Linked DNA regions of Gossypium arboreum: region 2 is linked to region 1. The links are chromatin contacts, called in public Hi-C maps. All regions are on one chromosome and are shown on one strand. The core of a region is the stretch at or near the end of the contact, and the rest is flanking DNA. Distances in the headings are between cores, read along the strand shown. Region 1 holds the start of LOC108458327. Region 2 holds the start of LOC108460586 (2-Cys peroxiredoxin BAS1, chloroplastic-like).

Region 1 (3,732 bases), core at 229-2,728:
TTTCTGTATGACCTGAAGCGCCAACAGCTGCTTGGAACCGTAGGAAAGCAAGCAACTATTAAATACAATAATAGGGCTAATAATAATAATAATAATAATAATAAAGAGAATATCTTTCATTAAAAGAGAAACTTCTCAATCTGTTACCTGATACAGATGCCGTTCCTCCCAGGGACTTGAACAATGATTCCACAAAGTCCTTGTAAAAGGTAATAACACCTGAGATCATCAGATGCAATTGAGATCTAATTCTAACAATTCAACTAGGGTTAATATACAATATGGTACCTGAATTTGGCTTCAACATTTAATTCGGCACCTAAGTTTCCATTCGTCCTAATTTGCTACCTGAGTTTGGCTTCAATGTTGACATTGGTACCTAAACCAAATGGCATCATGTAGTCCAACGAGTATTTGATGTATAATCTAGTAAAAAGAATATAGATACTTAAATGGGACCAAAACATTCTCGGATACTAAATAGAACATTGAAGTCAAACTTGGGTACTTGGGAAAAATATTCATTCATCCTAATTTGCTACCTGAGTTTGATTTCAATGTTCAATTTGGTACCTAAACCAAATGGCATCATGTGGTCCAACGAGTCTTTGATGTCTAATCTAGTAAAAAAATTATAGATGCTTACTTGGGACCATAACTTTCCCGGATTCTAAATAGAACATTGAAGTCAAACTTGGGTGCTTCAGAAAAATATTAGTATCAAATTGAACCTTAAAGCCAAAATCAGGTGCAAAATAGCATATAAACCCATTCAACTAATACTAAAATAGTACATCAAAGACATTAAAACATACCAGGATTTCCAGGAACAAACACAACATGAAAAGAGGGACGAACAGCACGAATTTCAAGTATCTCAGTCATGCAACTGCATAGCAAAGATGTCCAAAAAGATCAATAAAACAAGCATCGATATGAAACCTCTTTAAAAACTAAAGAAAATAAAATAGAATCTTTATAAACATAACATACCCGGAGACACTGCACAACCTAAGATTTACACATTTCGTAGCATTTGAATCCAAATCCGTAAAATCCATTTCTCCACGGCTGGAATTTGGTATGCTATCAGTTCTCCTGAAAATTGAAAAAAGTTTATCGGGTTGACTTAAAAATTCCTCATGCTGTCAACAAGTGGGCTGTACCCATATTTCATGACATTGTAAGTGCTTAAAAACTGAGAATAATGAAGCCTATTGTCACATGCATCAACAATATTATAAAGCTAATGCATACAGAAGACAATTGGGATAGTTTTTTGTTTCTTTTTATAAACCCAGAAATATAGTTGCATATTTTCATCAAATGAAGAATTGGAATATACCTGTACTTGAAGGAGCGAATAAAAGAAAGGGGTCTCTGTGTTAGAGCAGCAATACGAGCTAACATTTCTGATCTTTTTCACTTAAACCTTTTATAATTATAGATTTATTATGTTATTTTCAGTCAGTTCTTTTGTAAAGCTGTAATAAAGGTTTCCTGTTTAAGCCTTAAGCGGATTGTTGTTGGGCTGAAAAAAAACTGATGGAGAGTGAGTTGACCCGGTTAGCTACCATACGAGTACCTAACAGGAAAATGGGCCAGGATGAGTACTTACCACTGAATCTCTGACCACTTACCGTTGAGCCCGAATCAGCTGATTTTATGTATTTAATATTTAATTTATTTTTTAAATATTATATTTTTAACATATTAATTAATATAAAATAATATTTTTATTTTAATTATAAAATATATTAATTTATCAATTCAAATATTATAATATGAAATTTCCAAATTATAATTAAAGCATTTCTAACATATTCAATGCAAAGTAAGATTATTAAAATAATAACTAATTAGCATAATTAACTATTAATTAAGTTTAAAATGCATAAGATTATACTAAAATAATAAGTCCTTTTTTCAAATAAAATTAGCACAAATTTTTACATCAAAATTTTAATTAATAACACCTTTCTTTTTCTTATATTTTATACTTGAGTTCTAATTAAGTAATAATTCTATTTTAAAATTTAAACAATTTTTAACTAATAATAATAAATTAAATTATAATTATGTATAATTATCACAACTTCTATTAAATCATAATTATTTTAGATATGCAATTATTACAACTTTTATTTTACGTCAATTTTTAATTAATAATTCTCAATTATACATTATAAATTATTTTTAAATTTTAGTGTAGTAATATGAAGAAAACTAAAGACTATTTTCAATTAATTCAAATATTTTTCAAACTCATACTTTTATATATGTATATATATATTATGGATATAGATTATAGATGAATAAAATTTCGACAAGGTATATAACTTGTTTTACATTTCATAATTGAATTTATAAAACGCTTCAAATTCTAATAAATTTACTTACACTTAATTATTTTAAATTCATATTAAATTTGATTATTTATATTTATATTATGTATTAAATATTTGATTAAATTGATGTTAGAAATCAAACCAACACCAATTCAATAAGATAATAATGAAAATATCTTATCTAAAAAGTCATTTTTTATAGATTAAGCTTATCAACTCACAAATTGAAAATGAGAATTGTAAGGAGGTGTTGAATATTGATGGAAAAGGTCATGAAGAAAATCATTTGCCTGAGAAATAAAGGTCAATCTTTCACTTTTTTATTATTATTATTTTCAAATAATGTGTTTTTTTATATTTTCAAGGAATTGTCAAGGGTGCGTTAGTAGCAAATTTTTACATATTTTTCGTGAGTATAATTGAGAGCACAAGGTTGATATTGTGGGTCTTTTAGAGACTAGAGTTAGTGGTGTTAAAGCTGATTTGATCATCGCTAATCTCGGTTTTCAATTCTCTCATCATGTGGAGGCAATTGGTTTTTCTGGGGGTATTTGGATTGGATGGAAGGTGTTGATTTGTGTCAAAGTCCTTCGAAGCCATCCTCAATTTGTTCTGTTATAGGTTTTTGATAATTCTTTATATCGGCCTATATTTGTTGTTTTTGCTTATGGTAGTCATTATAGTTGAAAATAAAAACACCTTTGGGAAGGCTTCAAGATGACTATTCCAAGTAACGAGTCTCTTTGGTTTGCTGTAAGAGACTTTAATGCATTTTTTCTTCTAGTGAAAAAAGAGTTGGGTGAATTATTTGTAAAATATTCCGTCTTTTTTGGTGATTTTATGGAATCGACTAAATAGCATGATTTGGGGTTTAGAGGCCCTTCTTTACATGGCATAGTGATGTTGTGTTTGAGCGCTTAGATAGAGCTATTGGGAATGATGAGTGGATCTACTCTTTCCAAAATTGGTCGGTGACTCATCTTCCAATACTCAAATCTAACCATAGACCTCTCTTGGTTTCTCTTAAACCATCGCTTCACTTATCTAAAGGTCGTCCTTTTCATTTTTTAGCTGGTTGGGTAGAACATCCAGATTTCTCTAAGTTTGTCATTGAAAAGTGGAGCTTTAATGGGTATTTGTCAGAATATTTTTCTCACTTCATGAATCAACTCAAGAGCTGGAATAAAAATGTGTGGACATATCGGGACACGTAAAAAAATGATGATTCAGAAACTCTATAATTTTTCAGAAGGGTATGGGTTATTCTCAATTGAATTCTTTATTTTAGTTGGAAATTGATGTCCAAGAGGGTTTTGAAAATGTGCTTCATCATAAGGACCTTATTTGGAAACAGAAGGTGAAATGTGACTGGCTTCTTCTAAAA
Region 2 (3,515 bases), core at 229-2,728, 500 kb after region 1:
ACTCATCATTTTTTCCCCTCTCCGTATAATAATATATTATGTTTTTATTCAAAATTATGTTCATCGAGTTAGAAAGCTTTTTTTGTTGGAAGTTTTGTGTCTTGGGCATAAGGTGCAAATTTTTTTTTTTAAAAAAAATGCTTCTCTAAATGTATGCCCTTTTGTACGTGTTATAATATATAAAACATGCAGATTTCGTGATTGTGTCTTGTCTATTTACTCCGTTTTGGGTGGACAATAGTCAATTTAACTAAAAGATATATATGCAAAGGTAGAATGAATTAGGGTGAAGGATGTTAAAAAAGACAATGAAGAAAGCAGTGGATAAGTCACAACCCAATGAGTGAACTGTAGGATAATATGATGTAACTAAAGTTTGTTGTAACACTCTATATCCGACTTGATTTAACATATTTAAATATAAATTATCATGATATTTACATACTTAACAACATTTTACAATCTACAAAAACTATATTAAAAGTACCACTTATCTTTATAAAATCTATTCTAAGTCAATAGATTTGAATAATACATTTATCGTTTGTCACAAACTTTAAAGATAAAATAAAACCTTAAAATAAAGTGTTTGATAGACATATTCATAACGTATCTTACTACTTGTCGCTTGAAAAACATATTCTATGTCTCTCTGTATGCATAATATTGCCCTCGGTCTACCAACATAGCGCATCATTGGCTTGGTCCTTCCTGGCACACTGGTTCAGTTCTCAGACCTGCATACCAAAAGACGCATATAAGTTCAAAGAAACTTAGTGGGTCTTACTCATTATTACCTTTTTACGGGGTCGTAGAATATTTTGAATCAAGGGTTTGGGTTCTTTCTTAGACTTTGGTGAATACTTTTCTGATTCTTGGTTAACAAATAGCTATGTGTCAACCTCTACAATTAACCACCTTTTATACTTTTCGCCCAATTAATGGATCACATGCTTCACCCTATAATTCGAATCTCATTACATACTTTCTTTGCAGAAGGTAGTTGAATGTACTCCTCAGAATGATATTCAACAAATGTTATTCTTGACGGATTCTTCTACAGGACTCAACAATTATCAGGACACCAATTACATCATATCTTTAGATTAATCTAGGCAACTAGACTTATTTAGAAGAATATAGCATTTCAATCCAAACAATAGAATCCCAGATAATATCTTGGATATGCCCAAGTTTGTTTCCGCCAAAAATAATACAATTTTCCTTCCAAAAATACTTTTTTACTTAAAAGTGTTTTTTTTTTAATTACTAAACATATTTAATTATTATGCAAAGTTGATTTTATATATTTTCTGTGTTTGAGGAAGAAGTTGGTAAATTGGGCTAAGAGCCCAAAAGTAAAAGAAAACGAAGGCAAAATGAGGTTGTGTAAGCTCGGCTTGAGTTCACAGACCAAAATATGTGGAGTGAGGAGTGAGTGGGTAAGGCAACAAATATACCCCCCCCCCCCCCCCCAATCACTGACCAAACCCCAACTGTCCACTTATTTATCTTCTTATCCACTTCCCTCTGGTATTTCATTTATCCCTCGCCCATATTCTCTTTCACTGCAAACTGTGAGCGAGTGAGTGAGATGGCTTGCTCAGCTACTTCATCGGCCGCGGCTCTCATCTCCTCTAAGCCAAGGGCTTTCTCCTCCAATTCCAAGCCCTTCTCCCAATCCCTTTCTCTCCCCAATCCCTTCACTGGTCTCCCTGCCCCTCTCCTTTCTCGTCCCGCCTCCTTTTCCCTCTCCCGCGCCTCCCCTTCTCGCAAGTCTTTCGTCGTCAAAGCCACCGTATGTTTTTCTCTTCCCCTTTTCGCTTTTTCTATTCATGTTTCTACTAATTTTTAAATGGTTTAATTTAGACTGGAAAGGGAATGTGACATTTACTTTGTTTTAATGACTTTCTTTTATTAATATCAACAATTGTAAACATAATGTATTAGGATGTCTCTGGGCTTTAGTTATTTTTACAAAGGATTTTTTTAGAATGTATTTCAGAGTGTGGAATTTGGATCTGGTTTCGATTTTAATACAAAGATGGAAAAAATTAGTATTGCCAAGGAATAGCGCCGTAAATGTGGGTCTATGACTCCATTGTAAAGGCAAAATAGGAAGCCAAAGCTAACTCCATTTGGTGAGTTTTGTTGGGGGCTCCAAATGAAAATGGATATCTATATCATTTAGTTTAAAATGAATTAGTTTGTTGTCAATAAACATTTTAGCAATTTGGAGAAAGGAAAAAGAAGAAAGAGGAGCAAATTATGTTAAGTGAAATTCAGAATTAATTTTGAGATATGTTTATTCTAAACGAATTCTGAATGTTTTGATGGTGAACTATTTCTTTATCCACATAATTTCCCATGTATGATTCGGTTTCATATTGCGCGCATCTCTTTCAGAGTGAGCTTCCATTGGTGGGAAATCCTGCCCCTGATTTTGAGGCTGAGGCCGTCTTTGACCAGGAGTTCATTAAGGTATCTTATGTGGATATTGTTCTCAAGTATAGGCACTTAAATAAAATTTTCCCTCTTTTGTTATGATTACATATGTTTTTTCCAATTCTATTCTTAACTATGCATTATTCTTTCAGGTCAAGCTCTCCGAATACATTGGGAAGAAATATGTGATTCTCTTCTTTTACCCGCTGGACTTCACATTTGTTTGCCCCACAGGTGTCTTTCACCCTGAACAACTAGCCTAATAGTTTTCTATGATATTAGAGTCTCATTTTCACCTCCTAAAATGCTTCCTGCTTGCAGAGATTACTGCTTTCAGTGACCGCTATGAAGAATTTGAGAAGCTAAACACCGAAATATTAGGTGTTTCTATTGACAGTGTGGTAAGGTCCTTGCTTTATAGCAAAAAATGTTTATACCTCTCTGCCTATATTAAAGTTTAGTAGTTTCCTTCAGGCGCGGAAGATTCTTAAAGGAATGCTTATGTCTTCATTGTAGCTTTACGTAGTTTGCAGGTTCATTATTCTTAGACCCACCACAGTGATGATATAAGCAATGCAAAATTGCAAATCTCTATGACCATGTATCCTAAAAATTAGTCAAGCGCACAAGGTAAGAGATAACTAACCACCAAATGCAGCATAAATTTATTCAAGGCAAAAAGACACATCCAAAATAAAGACACCAAGTTGCCATTGTCCTATCAAAGATGATATGGAATCTCAAGATTTAAATTCTAGTTTTAGGGTTTAGTCTTGATTTGGTTTGAAATTGATGCTTCGGTTCAGATCTGGAATTAACAAGGAAAAGTAAGTCAAATTTCTAATTAAGAGTGAAAAGAAAAAAGAACTAAAAAAAATAAAAAAGAAGAAGGATTAAGGAAGAAGAATCCGGATTTGGAATGGAGTACATATATAATTCGGCATTGAATGCAAATCCTAGATGCCAACTTGAACAACCTGAAATCAATAAGAATCCGAACTAGAGTTAAATTATAAAAAAAGTAAATGAAATCAGAAATAAAAGAAAGAATTAGGGTGTGGAGAATTTAG

What was found. Hi-C and Micro-C count contacts between places; a contact is called where the count stands out from the background.
Region 2: a Hi-C map of leaf shows a contact between it and region 1, with 3 times the contacts expected there. The contact joins the promoter of LOC108460586 here to the promoter of LOC108458327 in region 1. A contact is called at or near these places in 2 of 5 Hi-C or Micro-C datasets (both in leaf).

The regions. Positions count from the first base shown.
Region 1 is chr4:83,611,125-83,614,856 of ASM2569848v2, forward strand. It overlaps LOC108458327, which reads right to left and starts at 1,479. Exons shown (of 13, transcript XR_001867276.2): 1 at 1,346-1,479; 2 at 994-1,098; 3 at 816-889; 4 at 148-219; 5 at 1-27.
Region 2 is chr4:84,114,173-84,117,687 of ASM2569848v2, forward strand. LOC108460586 (2-Cys peroxiredoxin BAS1, chloroplastic-like) reads left to right here and starts at 1,479. Exons shown (of 7, transcript XM_017760130.2): 1 at 1,479-1,798; 2 at 2,407-2,481; 3 at 2,598-2,679; 4 at 2,767-2,846. The coding sequence starts at 1,595. LOC108458857 (putative HVA22-like protein g) reads left to right here. Exons shown (of 8, transcript XM_053026661.1): 8 at 1-54.